Linked DNA regions of Mus musculus: regions 2, 3 and 4 are each linked to region 1. Evidence: chromatin contacts called from public HiChIP or PLAC-seq and promoter capture Hi-C data. All regions are on one chromosome and are shown on one strand. Each heading gives the region's core, a stretch centred on a gene start, on an enhancer-like site or on the middle of the called end of the contact. The rest is flanking DNA. Distances are from core to core; before and after follow the strand shown.

Region 1 (3,235 bases), core at 478-2,977:
TGGCAGGTGTTTAAAGATGGCGGCCTAGGAGAGCTGCCTCAACTCCCAGCCTTTGGCTACAAATAACAGAAAAACAGAGCAGACTTGCCCAGAACAGTAAAGACATTTATTAGCTGTCAGGACAAAAGGCCCTGAGCTATTGCGGCTTGCAGGCAAGGCCTGATCCAGGCTGTTGAAATCTGTTTGGATGGTTTATCCTCGTGCTAGGATTCTTTCTTCACTTTTATTGGTCCCTCTGCTGAGCCTGTTTCCAGATGAGATTCGTGAGACTCAGGACTAAGCCAGTCAGTCCCTGTTAATTAACCTGTGGAAACAAAGCTTGCCCTCCTTCCTCTCTTCCCCTTCTGCCTCCCTGAGTAGCTTTGTCCACCTTTGAATTTGTGATCCTCCTGCCTCAGGCTCCCAGTGCTAGGATGGCAGGTGTTGCCCACCATGCCCAGATACATAGTAATTCCTGCCCCTCCTCCAGTCTCTCCTTCCTCAGGCCTGGCCTGTCCTCTCCTCCTCTTTGTACCTTACCCCTCACTCCACTTCTTTCCCTTTCTGGGTTCACAGTCTAGTTTGGGCTCTTTTTATTATGGTTATTATTATTATTATTATTATTATTTTTTTTTTTTTGAGACAGAGTTTCTCTGTGTAGGCTGTCCTGGAACTCACTCTGTAGACCAGACTGGCCTAGAGCTCAGAAATTCGCCTGCCTCTGCCTCCAAAGTGCTGGGATTAAAGGAGCGCGCCATCACTGCCCAGCTAGTTTGGGTTCTTAATGTCCTACAGCCTAAGGCAGAGCCGGGATTGGCTAGGTTCAGGGGCTCAGGAGCATTGTGTGGGTGGGATCAAGGGCCTGAGACCTCAACATCCTCACTTCCTTCTGTTCCTCTCCGTTTCTCCTAACCTTCCCGCATTCACCATCTTCAAAGGCCTGTCCTTCTTCCTTTTTCCCTCCATCCCTATTCCTCTGTCGGCTTCCATCTAGACCCTGTGGCCCCGCCCTCTAGCCCCGGGGTGCTCAGATGCACCACGCCCCTTCACCTCAAGTCTGGGCCTCTTTCCTCCACTGTGTGATCTCCTCCTCCTCCTCCCCTCCCCTCCCCTCCCCTCCCCATGCTGTCTTTCCTGCTTCTTTCCTCTGTCTGTCCTTTACCTCTCCATGCCTTCCCTGCCTCTCCTCATCCTTCTCCTCCTGCCCTTGCTCGAATCCAGGGATGGCCTGCGCCTCCATGGCCCGGACTACCTCCCCTACCTCCTGTCTCTGCTCCTCCCCCGTTACCACATCCTTCTCTTTCCTCCCATTCAACCCCTCCTGTTGCCCTCCTCTCTGTCCCAGTATCCATTTCTCCCTCTCATTTCTCTCGGTCCCTTTTTCCTCTGTTTCCCCTTCTCCTTCCTCCTCTGGCATTTCGGGGCCCTCCTCTTCCTTGTCTCACCAATCCTGGGCCTAGCCCTGCCACGCCCATCCTCCCTCCCCTCCTCTCTACGCTCACAATCGCTTCTCCATCTTCCTCTCCTCCCTCCCTCCCTCTCTCCCTCCCCGTTTCCCTTTCCAATCCATCCTCCTCCCTAGCCTTGCCCTTTCTTCCCCCTTCCCGTCCTCCCGTTGGCTCCTCCCTTTTTGTCTCCTCCCCTCGCCCCTCTCAGGTCTCGGCTCTCTTTAGCCCCGCCCCTCCCTTCCTCCTCTCAAACGCCCCGCCCCATGACCACGCCCTCCGTGGCTCCGCCCCCGCGCCGCAGCGACAAGATGGCGGCGGGCGGCAGCGGGCGCGCGTCTTGCCCGCCGGGGGTCGGGGCCGGCGCGGGCAGCCTGGGTCCCAGTGCTAACGCGGCCGCCGCCCCCAGCAACGCCGCTGCCTGCGCCCCGGTGCCTCCGCCGCCCCCGTCCCCGCCGCCTGGGCCCGGGACTGACGCGCAGGCCGTGGGCGACGAGCGCGACGACGCGGGCCCAGGCGCGCTGCTGCGCGAGCCCGTGTACAACTGGCAGGCCACCAAGCCCACGGTGCAGGAGCGCTTCGCCTTCCTCTTCAACAACGAGGTGCTGTGCGACGTGCACTTCCTGGTGGGCAAGGGGCTCAGCTCGCAGCGCGTCCCCGCGCACAGGTGGGCCGCCGGGACGCGCCCGGACCCTGCAACCCCAGACCCTGCATCCCCAGACCCTGAACCCCACCCAGACCCTGCACCCCAGGAACCAGCACCCTGAAACCCTGCGCCCTACCCGGGACCGTTCATCACAGACCATGCACTCCACCTGGACCCCGCACACTCTAAACCCCGTAGTCCACTCAGAGCCTGCACCCCCCCATTCTGTTCCCCCACCCGGATCCTGCACTTCACCTGGACCCCGCACCCCATGAACCAGCACCTTAGAACCCTGCACTCAAGACCTTGAACTCCACCCAAGACTGCACCTCAGACCTGCACCCCTATCCAGGCCCTGCATCCCAGGATCCTGCATCCCAAATCCTGCAGTCAGACCTTGCAGTCTGCTTGAACCCTTCATCCCAACCCTAATCCCAAGAGCCTGGACTGCACCCAGATTCTTTATTCCTAGATATTGCACCCCAGACCTTGCATCCTAGAACCCTGCACCCCAAGAATCTGCATTCCACCCAGGATCATGTACCTCAGACTCTACACCCCACCCAGACCTTTCACCACCCCTGGACCCTGAATCTGGAGCCTCAGGCTCTTACCTTAGGATTCCTGACCCCTTCACCTGAACCTGGTTCCCACAACCCCCTTCCCCCACAGTGTACTTCCTAAACATGGGAACCTGGAGGTTCTGTTGGGTCCTGCCTGCCTTGAACCTGGTTCTAGGGCCATTTCATTTTATCCTTAGGTTCTGCTCCGTTCTATCCTGGATCCTCTCTGCTCTCTGAATCCATTAGTCACCCCAACATTCCTCCAGCTTATCCAGTTCTAGGGCCCCCTCCGTCCCCACCCATGACCCCTTAGATCCCCTTCTTACCCCATGTTCACACCTCACACCATCTAACCTACTGGCCCCATCAGAGACCCTTGCCTCTTGTTCCTCCAGCACTGGGCTTCCAGCCTGTCTGAGCCATCACCCCCAGACCTCACCATGGCCACGATGAGTTGAGCTCTTTGGGAGTGGGCAAGGGTCTGGCACAGCCTCAGAAAGGATTGAGGCCTTTTGCGAGTTCTGTGCAAGCTGTGGTAGCGTGTACCGCCTGCCAGTGCGGTTCTTGGCACATGACCTTTATGACCATGTGGGGTAGCTTGT
Region 2 (3,235 bases), core at 408-2,907, 220 kb after region 1:
GATATATGAAGCACTACATTTCTTCCCACCACCACATAACCAGGTGTGGTAGCTACCATCTTAGTACTAGCTGGGAGGTAGGGGATACCAACAGGAGTTCAGGGTCAACCTTGGCTACATAGGAAGTTGGAGGCCAGCCTGGGCTACATGAGACCTTTTCTCAATTCTCTACCCCTGCCAACTCCAAAAAGTCAGAACCTAGAGGTGCGATTCACACCAGGCCCTTCCTGTGTGATGCTGGGGGCATGTCCTTGATCTCTGACTGAAGGTGAGGGAGAGGGAGCAGGCAGCTACACTAGGGATCCTCTTTGCTGCCTGACCTGGACACCCACTGTGCCATGCACCTTTCTGCTGTGTTCATTGGGCTGTGAGCCCCAGTGAGCTGTGAAGACTGAGCAGAAGCTAGGCGCGAGGGACATATTGTCTCTACAACCCTCAGGGAGAGGCAGGGTCTCACTGGACAGCCTTAGCTGGCTGGCTTGCAACTTGCTTTATATAACCGGCTAGCCTCAAACTCAAACAAAGAGCTCCTCCTGCCTCCCAAGAGCTGGGATTAAAGGCATGGGCCACCACACCTGGCCTCATTATGTGTTTTTCTTTTTTAAATTTATTTTATCATATATTATATCCCAATCTCAGTTTACCCTCTCTCCTCTCAGTACCCCTCCCGCCCTCGTTGTTTCGTTGTTCTTTCTTTCTTTCTTTCTTTCTTTCTTTCTTTCTTTCTTTCTTTCTTTCTTTCGAGACAGTGATTCTTGGATAGCCTTGGCTATCCTGGAACTCACTCTGTAGACCAGGATGGCCTTGAACTCACAGAGATCTGCTTGCCTCTGTCTCCCCAGTGCTGGGATTAAAGTGCCGCCACCTCCTGGCATTTTTTATTATATGCACCACGAAACACCTATTTTCAAAAGACGGAAAAGTTGACCAATGTGGAGGTCCTTCAGCAAGAGAGAGAATGATCCATCGTTTCCTAGCCTCTCATTAAGGATCTGATATCCCATCCCGACTTTGATATACCCGCTCGAACACATAACACCCAGAGCCCATCCTAGAAACTCAAATAGAACCCACTTGACGTGGCGGCGCCGGCGGGCATAAGAACCCGAAAATAAAATCTCAAACCCCGCCCTTCCACCGCCTTCCCGTTGAGTTTCTCGCGGCCTCTTGCTCTGAGAATCCCGCCTCTGCTGTAGGGCGGGAACGCAGATGATACTTCGCAATAAATGGTTTGAGTTCTGCCAATCTAACCTCTCCACCTTCCCATTGGTTATTTGTAGCGGTCCTTATCTTTCAATCTAATGGTCCTTCCCGCTTGCGTCAAGGACGCTTCGCTCAGTGCGTGTATACCGCCGCGTAGGAAGATAGTTCCTAAGTCTTTCCCTCGGTTTGATAGAGACTATCTCTGCCGGAAGTACTTTAGTATTAGATACGGGTTGATTCTTGGTGTCATGGTAATCTTTGTGGGTGTTCTGGCAGTGACTGTTGTGAGGTGGTGTATGTTACTATCGCCTCAAGAGGTAGTGGAGGGATCTGTGTATCCGGTCGGGGCGCGGCTGCAGCGACTTAGGGGAGGTGGCTTTTGGCGACAGTGGGCGTGGTCACTTGGGGGCGTGGCTTCCGCGGGCGGCGCGGGGCGGGGTGGGGGGGCGGAACATGTCTCCCGCCGCAGGAAGATGAGGCAGCGCCGGCGGCTGCGGGCGTAGCGGGCCACCGCGGGCCACCGCCGCGCGCCGCCGCCTCTGCTACAGTCCCTTCCCGCGGGGCCTGCTCTGAGAGAAGCTCGAGAGAGACCAGGCGACGCGAACGCGAGTGGGGAGGAGGAAGGACGCGCGACCCCGAGCCCTGCGCGCTCCCGCCGCCCACGCGCGACCCTCGGGGACGCGCCCGCCACCCTTTTGTCCCCGGGGTCCCCGAGGGCGGTGGGCAGCAGGGAGCCCCGGTGCACCCGGTGCATGCCCCCGCCCAGCAGGTGAGCGCACGCGGAGGGGCCCCGGACGCGCGCGTGGGGCTCACGGGGACGCGCGCACGGTGGGGACCCCCCCCCTCTGCTTAGTGCATGAGAAAAAAAAAGTTGCCTCTGGGTCTCTCTCGGGTCCGCGGGGAGGCTAGGGCTGGGGTGAGCCCCCGGGGGAGTGTGCACGCGTCCCCCTTGCACAGGGCCCCGGGCCCGGCGGCGCATTGTTCTCTGTCTTCAACTTTGCGCGCCTGGAGAGGGGGGCGACGTGGAGGGGACGCGCGCACTTGAGAGCAAACTTTGCCCAGGCCTCTTTTGTGACGGTTCTCTGTGGACGGTCACCCAACTTCATCAGATAGGAATTCTCCAACTCGTGGGGATCTTAGGGGAGGTGTTCCCTTTCCATCTGCCCTTAGAGAGGGGGTCCTCCTGATCGGAGCTGGAGTTTGGAGGGAAGAGAGAGGGCCACCTCCTCATTCCATTAGCTAGTGGTTCCACAACTCGTGGTTATCTTAGGGGAGGTGTCCCCTTATCACCCACCTTCACCTCTTCACTTGAGGTGTCCCCTTGATCCTAGTGGAGTTTGGAAGGCTGAGGATTATATCGCACTCCACAATTTAGAGTTCCTAATTCTTGGGGATTTTGTGGGAGGTGTCCCTTTCCAACCCACCCCCACCCAGGGAAGTCTCCAAATCTCCATCCAAACTGGAATTTGGAAGGAAGAGTGAACCCAATATCTTCACCTCGTTAACTTGGGGTTCCCCAACTCCTGGAGATCTTGGAAGACCCCCCCTGCCACTTAAGGATGCCCCCCCCCCGATTTAAACTGGAGTTTGGAGGAAAGAGAGCAAGTCCTTTTGTCTGCTACAAGAAAGGGATCTCTGGGTACAGAGAAGGAGGGGAGACACAGGGACCCCGAGATGGGAACATCTGCTCTGTGTTAATGTGGGGCGCGGCACAGCTCAGGGTTTGGGACACGATGGTGGCCTCTGCGAGCCTCAGAACTTCCAACCTTCCTCCTCCCGCAGTGGCTGCTGGAATGGGGGAGGGAGGAGAAGGGGGGGGTCATCCCCAATTCTGCTTCCCTACCCCCAATCCAAGATGACCCAGGTTGTCCCATTCCTCCCCTCCCAAGAGTGTTTGTGGCACCCGCCCCCACTGGAGCAGTGTTTCACCTCTCCTGGGGTTACCCAGAAAAATCGGTTTCAAATACCCCACAAAAAAAGTGTGGTTTCGTACAACTTAGAAGAAGAAGAAAAGAGTCAGTTTCACACATCC
Region 3 (3,235 bases), core at 408-2,907, 170 kb before region 1:
GGTGGGTGAGGGACATCAGGAGCACCACCGAGGCCCCGGACCCAGGTTACTACAGCAATTAAGGGCAACCCTAGAACTGCAGGAAACAATGCTCAGGTGGCAGCAGCGGCAATAATTAAGTGCCCGGGCTTCCCACTCAAGAGCCATTGACAACAGTCAACCCGAGTCACTGCCCCTCACCTGTGTGACTCTGCCCCTTTTGTAGCAAGACAGGCCTCACAGGCAGTGTCATCTCAGCACTGTGGCCCATCCCACTCCATGCTGCCAATCCTCCCTTCACACCAGGTCACTCGCTCCTTCCTACCCTCTGGTCAGCAGCTACCAGTGACCCCAAAGTTCTACCTCACTAACTACTCATGCTCTAGAGTCAGACAACCCCAAGTCTCCTCTCTTCCCTACTGCCACTCTATAGGTGTCTGCACAGCCTATATCCAAAGTTCCTACCACCTATATCGACGCCCTTCCCAAACCAGTCCCCATTCTGAACCCTTCAAGTGATACCCTCCATCCCACCCACTGCAGACTTTTAACTGCCAAGTGGACCAGGGATTAAGGTCACCTCACATCATACTCACCACACCACACCACCTCCATGTCCTCCAACATAGCTCTGTGAGCCCCCAAGCCTGACCACTTCCAAGGTCCTAATTCTGACCCAAATCCCTCCAAAGTATTAGAGCCCTCAACACGCAATCACTAAATCCAACCTAAACCTCATCCCAGCTTCCCCACCTGTGACTTCCTAAACCGACACAAGCTTCTTTCTCAACACCCCAAATCTGATCCCATACTCTCCCACCAAGAAATGAGTCCTCAACATGTACCCAAGAATATAATAGGATTCCTCCCCAACAGCACCCAAAATCCCAGTATTCTGCAAAGAACTCCAAACACCGGGACGAGCCCCACCTCTACATAGCATACGATTTATTACCCAAACGCCCTACAGGTAACCACAAACACTTCGCCACCTGACATTAGAACTAGCTCACATATCCGAGAGGCAGACCCCAAATTCGAGTCTCCAATCTCTTCTCAGATCCCTCCCCAAATCTTAGGCTCAACTCACAACCCCCGAATCCGATTCGAACCCAAAATCGAATCCTACATTTTCGCGAAATGTTCCCGGTCCTCCAATCAAACCAAACCCTATTCCTCAACCTGAGACTCCCTAATTCCACTCGAATCCCAAATCCGAGTCCGCGACCCGCTCCACAGGCCCCGCCCCGCCCCGCCCCGCCCCCTGCGCGATTGTGGCCGCCACAAAGGGGCGGATCTCGCGCTGCCGAGACTTATCTGGCGCCGGAGGCCGACCCCGCTCCGGGCCTGCGCGTCCTGCGCTGCCCTCTGGGGCCTACGCGGACGCTGTTTCTGGAAGGTTCGCGGCGGCGGGGGCAGGGCTCTCACCTCTCGCTGCTGCAGCCGCCGCGGCTGTGCTGACTAAGAAGCGGCATGGTGCGGCTGGCGTGAAGCGTGGCGCTGCGTTTGTCCCCTTCCTTCTCTCTGGCGAAGCAGTGGCTGTTGAGGATCCGCTGCAGGGAGGATTTCACCATCCGGCCGCTGGGGTCCGAAACCAGCAAAAACCTCCGCTGCACTTCCCGCGCCGCCGCCGCTGCTCGCCGTTCGCAAAATGGCGCCGGCGCCGACGCCCACTTTTATATGCGTCGTCACGGCAGGCCACGCCCCCACACGCAGGCGTAAACGCAGCAGTGTGAGGCGACGGAGGAACGGGGTGGGGCCACAGTGGCAGCCCAAGGAAAAACCAAATGCGTCCCACCTACTCCGGCTTCTGATTGGCGAGAGTAAAAAGACAGACAGAAGGTTTCCGTTGATGATTAGTTGGCGATAGGAGAATCCCGGCCCCGCGTGTTTGCGTCACTCTGTGGGAGGGAAGACAGAAAAGCCAGACGCGTCCCGCCCCTACAAGGCTCTGATCGGTCAATGTAGAAAAACGGACGTATTGGCCCCTTTGAGGATTGGTTGGAGTTCTGACAAGCCCGCCCTCGAGGCTTTATGACGTGAGGCGGAGGCGGGGCTTCTGTAGTCGCCTCCAGGACGTAAACCCCCATCTAGCCCAGGCCTCAAGGCTAGGACTCTGCGCCTCCTCTAGTACCTGTGGCCCTTCAGTTTTGTCATCTGTCATCCTTTCCATCTTAACCATTATGGTCCCACTCATGGGACGCCCCGCTCCGGGAAGACTGTCAGGACATAACTGTCAAGGGTACCTGAGGCTGACCTAGGCGGTTTGCTTGGTGCCCATCCCCCACGCGGCAAAATTATTCTAATGACCTTGTAATAATGGGTAATAGATTGGGACTCTTTGTTTTAAAAGCAACTTGCTATTTAAAAGAAAATCTGTCAAAAGTTAAGTATCCCAATCTAGAGAAGTATTTTATGTCAAATTGGAATTTAAACAACTTTTCTCATAGACTCAGCTTGAAGGTTTCCTTCATCCCAACCCCCCCTCCCCCGCCGCCGCCGCTTTTTTGTTGTTGTATTTTGATTTTTGTTTTTTGAGACAGGGTTTCTCTGTTTGCCTGCCTCTGCCTCCCAAGTGCTGGGATCAAAGGCGTGCGCCATCACTGCCCTGCTTACAATTTATTCTTAAAGAATTTCGTATTCTTTTTCTCTTTATGGGTTTTTTGTTGTTGTTGTTTTGTTTTGTTTTGTATGTTTTGTTTTTGAGACAGGGCTTTTCTGTGTAGCCCTGGATGTCCTGGAACTTACTCTATAAACTAAGCTACCCTCAAACTCAGAGATCTGCCTGACTCTGCCAGCTGAGTGTTGGGATTAAAGGCCTGTGGCACCACACCCTGCTCTTTCTCTCTCTCTCTCTCTCTCTCTCTCTCTCTCTCTCTCTCTCTCTCTCTCTCTCTCTCTCTCTCTCTCTCTCTCTCTCAAGATTTACTTATTTTATTTATATGAGTACACTGTTGTTGTTTCTGGTCTTCAGACACAGACCAGAAGAGGGTGTGAGATCCCATTATAGATGGTTGTGAGCCACCACGTGGTTGCTGGAAATTGAACTCAGGACCTTTGGAAGAGCAGTCAGTACTCTTAATCTCTGAGCCATCTCTCCAGCCCCCTCTAATTCTCTTTTTTTGTGAGCAAACTACAGTGTGATACAAAGATCAGAATTCAGTAAAAATCTATCTATGGTTGTGATAAAAGCCACTCAACCTAGCTGAGGCAGGAGGATTGCTGGAAGTTCCAAGTAATCATGGACTGCCAAAAA
Region 4 (3,235 bases), core at 345-2,844, 160 kb after region 1:
AACGTGCTACAGACGCGCGCATACACGCGCACACACGGAGCCACGCGAGGGCTGTTTTAGTTTAGCACCCTATGTCTACATCAGCCTCAAAGACACTAGACACCCTACACAGTCCCTAAAAGAATAGGGACGGAAACAATAATTGTATTTGCCCTCTTTCTATTAGTGACACTCGGCGATGCAGACCCCGGGTCAGCCTCAGAGGCTACAGTTTCCCCCCTCTAGGCTGGCAGGACGCACTAGCCAAGGTCCTTCATCCTGTGCCAACCATGTCCCCCAGGATCGAGCCTCAGGGGCCCTTGTCCCTACCTGCCAGGCGCAGCGCCGACATGCGCTGGAACTCCGGCTCCTGCAGCCACTTCCACATCCTGCGGAAGGTCTCGCGGCCGGATTTGAGCTTGCTCCAGGGCTTCGGGTTGCGCAGCAGGTCGGAGAGCGTGCCCTGCGAGCGGCACAGGATGCGCTGCGCGAAGATGGCCTGCGGGATGCTGTAGCGCTTCAGCTCGGCGGTGATGCGCTGGGCCACCTCTTTGGTGTTGATCTCTTCGGCTGCAGCGCCGGCTCCCGGGCCGCCGCTGCCGCCGCCAGCGCCACCGCCCCCTCCGGGGCCACCGCCGCCTGAGTGAGGCCCGTGCGCCCCGGCCGCAGCCAGCCCGCCCAGCGGAGCCAGCAAACCCGCGGCCGCCCCGCCGGCCGCCCCGCCGCCTCCCGCGCCGCCGCCGCCTCCAGGCAGCCCTCGGGCCAGCGCGTCCTCTGCGCGCCCCAGAAGCGCCGCGTGTGGCTCGAAGGCGGCAGGTGGCAGTAGTTTGTCCCCGGCCAGGTGGCCCGGAGCCCCGTAAGCGGCGAGCGGTGGCGGCGGCGGCGGCTGCGGGGCGCTGTGCAGAGCGGGGGGCAGCGCGCTGGGCAGCGGCGACAGTGGCGACCCCATGGTGGGCAGCTCCTTGCCATAAGGCCCGTAGAGGTGGCCCACCGAGGCCAGCGCCGCCCGCTCGTCGCGCATGAGGGTGAAGCTGCCGCTCACGCTGGCCGCCAGGCGCTGCGGAGGGGGCGGTGGCGGCGCGGTGGCCGGGTGAGGGTGAGCGTGTGGATGGCCTCCGTGCGCCCCAGCCACCGCGTGCTGGTGGAACTTATCGGCCACGGCGGCCAGCGGCGGCAGGTGCTGCAAGGGCGTGAGCGTGGTGTAGGTGCCACCCAAACCTGGGGCCTCGCACGCCATACCCATGGCCGGGTGCAGGGGGCCAGCCAGCTCCCCACGGAAGTCAGGGCCACCACCCGCGGCCCCTGCAGCCCCCGCGCCCCCGGCGCCCCCGCCCCCGGCGCCACCACCGTCCAGCAGGCTAGCCATGCCGGCCACCAGGCCTGGGCGCCCCGATGCCACTAGGCTTCGGTGTTGGGCCGCGGCGGAGCGCGCGTGGCCCGGGCTCAGCAGCTCGCCGGCTTGCGCGTGTGTCACCCCGTGCAGCCCCCCGAGGCTCTCCAAGCTCAACTCCATCCTGGGTGTCCTCTTCGTGTGTGCTCAAGGCCGCAGCATGGTCCCCACGCACTGGCCGACGCTCCTGGTGGCGGCGGCTGCTACTGTCCCGCTTGTTCAGTGCTCTCGCTCGGCTTCGGCTGCTGCGAGCAGCGGCCACCAGGATGTGGCGGGGCGGCCGCCGCCGGCGCCCCGGCCCGGGTCTGACGTCAGCGCCCCCGCCCATCGCTCCGCCTGCACCCGCCAAACCCCTTGGAGCACCAGGCTGGCTTCTTGGGTCTCCCCATTCTCCTTGCCCTGAGAAGAACCTGAGGGATTGGGGTGGGGGACCGCTAGTCCTGGCTCTGTGTGAGTGTGAGTGAGTGTGTGTGTGTGTTCTCATATCAGCGTCTTTGATTCTCTGTCCTGTACATTCCCCCTTCTGCCCCTACCCGCCCCCAGTTCCTGAAGTGTGGCTACAAACGCCCCCCAACTCTGTTGACACTCTCAGAAAGATGGGCTGTTTTCCCCGTATGCACACAAAGATTTCAAAACCTCTTTTGGGATGAAGTGGGGCTATTAGTAGGTCCCCAGAACAATCACACATTGGCCTCAAGCACAAGGAAAAGCAGGCATTTGGGCATTTGGGCCTCTGTTTCTTCAATTGTGCAATGTAATTGCCCTGCAGAAATCTTTCTTAACAGGGACTTTAGTGGTTTTTAGGCCCAGGATTGGGAAGACAGAGGCAGGTGGATCGTTAATTTGGAGGCTAGCCTGGTCTATGTAGCAAGTTCCAGTCAGGCAAGGGCTTTATAGTGAGTCTTTGCATCAAAGCAAACATAAATTCCTCCAAGGTCCGGTGTAGTGGCACATGCCTTTAATCTCGGCACTTGGGAGGCAGAGGCAGGTGGATTTCTGAGTTCAAGGTCAGCCTGGTCTACAGAACTGGATTCAAGGACAGTCAGGGCTACACATGGAAAAGATGACAGAGAGGGGGGGAAGAGAGAGGGGAAAATTCCTCCTAAGTCCCGTGTAATTGGCTACTTCCTGTCCCCAATATCTCTGGGGTCTAAGGATGTCTTGTCTGAGACTGGTCATCTCTAGACCAGCTTGGGTTTGGGGTTTTTTTTTTTTTTTCAGACTGAGATAGCTAGCCTAGGATCTCTCTCTCTCTCTCTCTCTCTCTCTCTCTCTCTCTCTCTCTCTCTCTCTCTCTCTCTCCCTTTCCCACCTGCAGACAGTGAAGGGGGACAGAAGGGGTACATGGATGGCACCCTACAGGCACAAAGCACCTGGGAACAAGACCCCTTGGGTTTGTGGAGAAGAGATTACCGATTACCAGGGTGGCCATGCCAGACTCTGGGGGGACCTTGTGTTAGGAGGGTGTCTTCACTCAGCCTCAGCCCCTGCCTCCCTTGCCCTGCTCACTGCCAGGGAGGGTTATTGGCATTTGTTCTGGAGCTTGAGTCACCCATGGGCTCTGACGCTCACTCAAGGGATGCCCCCACCAATGGCTTGGGCTATCAGGCTGGAAACAAAGCAAACCAAGAATCTGATGTCCACAGTGCACTGGCTGTGTGACAGGCGTGGTGGTCCATGCCCGGGGCTGCACAGATCCTTTTCTGTTCCTCATTTTCCCCTTTCATGCTGCCCCCCCCCCCCCAGAGAAGAGGATCTTGGAGGAAAGTGAGTGGCATTGTATATGAGCCATTAAGGGGGGGGGTACACAGAGGTCCCTCTCCCAAATCCTTGGGTGGACAGGGCTGAAGGGACTGTTTCAATGTG

What was found. Promoter capture Hi-C pulls out the DNA fragments that hold promoters and counts their contacts. HiChIP or PLAC-seq counts read pairs in DNA pulled down with a chosen protein or histone mark.
Region 2: an H3K4me3 HiChIP or PLAC-seq map of embryonic stem cells shows a contact between it and region 1, with 2.8 times the contacts expected there. The contact joins the promoter of Tcf3 here to the promoter of Btbd2 in region 1. A contact is called at or near these places in 4 of 39 promoter capture datasets (hippocampal neurons, liver, neural stem cells and 1 more), 10 of 484 Hi-C or Micro-C datasets (B cells, the P5424 cell line, bone marrow-derived macrophages and 3 more), 11 of 115 datasets of contacts at active chromatin or transcription factors (the SCID.adh cell line, embryonic forebrain, embryonic stem cells and 3 more) and 3 of 9 other capture datasets (adipose tissue, liver and pancreatic islet).
Region 3: a contact with region 1 is called in a promoter capture Hi-C map of embryonic stem cells. The contact joins the promoter of Oaz1 here to the promoter of Btbd2 in region 1. A contact is called at or near these places in 4 of 39 promoter capture datasets (the 3T3-L1 cell line, the SN4741 cell line, embryonic stem cells and 1 more), 1 of 484 Hi-C or Micro-C datasets (muscle stem cells), 2 of 115 datasets of contacts at active chromatin or transcription factors (the SCID.adh cell line and microglia) and 2 of 9 other capture datasets (adipose tissue and liver).
Region 4: a FOXA1 HiChIP or PLAC-seq map of pancreatic cancer cells shows a contact between it and region 1. The contact joins the promoter of Onecut3 here to the promoter of Btbd2 in region 1. A contact is called at or near these places in 1 of 484 Hi-C or Micro-C datasets (nephron progenitors), 3 of 115 datasets of contacts at active chromatin or transcription factors (embryonic stem cells and pancreatic cancer cells) and 3 of 9 other capture datasets (adipose tissue, liver and pancreatic islet).

The regions. Positions count from the first base shown.
Region 1 is chr10:80,654,986-80,658,220 of GRCm38.p6, reverse strand. It overlaps Btbd2 (BTB (POZ) domain containing 2), which reads left to right and starts at 1,727. Exons shown (of 9, transcript NM_145361.3): 1 at 1,727-2,091. The coding sequence starts at 1,736.
Region 2 is chr10:80,432,057-80,435,291 of GRCm38.p6, reverse strand. It overlaps Tcf3 (transcription factor 3), which reads left to right and starts at 1,657. Exons shown (of 19, transcript NM_001164149.2): 1 at 1,657-1,972.
Region 3 is chr10:80,825,078-80,828,312 of GRCm38.p6, reverse strand. It overlaps Oaz1 (ornithine decarboxylase antizyme 1), which reads right to left and starts at 1,657. Exons shown (of 5, transcript NM_008753.4): 1 at 1,408-1,657; 2 at 1-76. The coding sequence starts at 1,553.
Region 4 is chr10:80,493,265-80,496,499 of GRCm38.p6, reverse strand. It overlaps Onecut3 (one cut domain, family member 3), which reads right to left and starts at 1,594. Exons shown (of 2, transcript NM_139226.3): 1 at 310-1,594. The coding sequence starts at 1,492.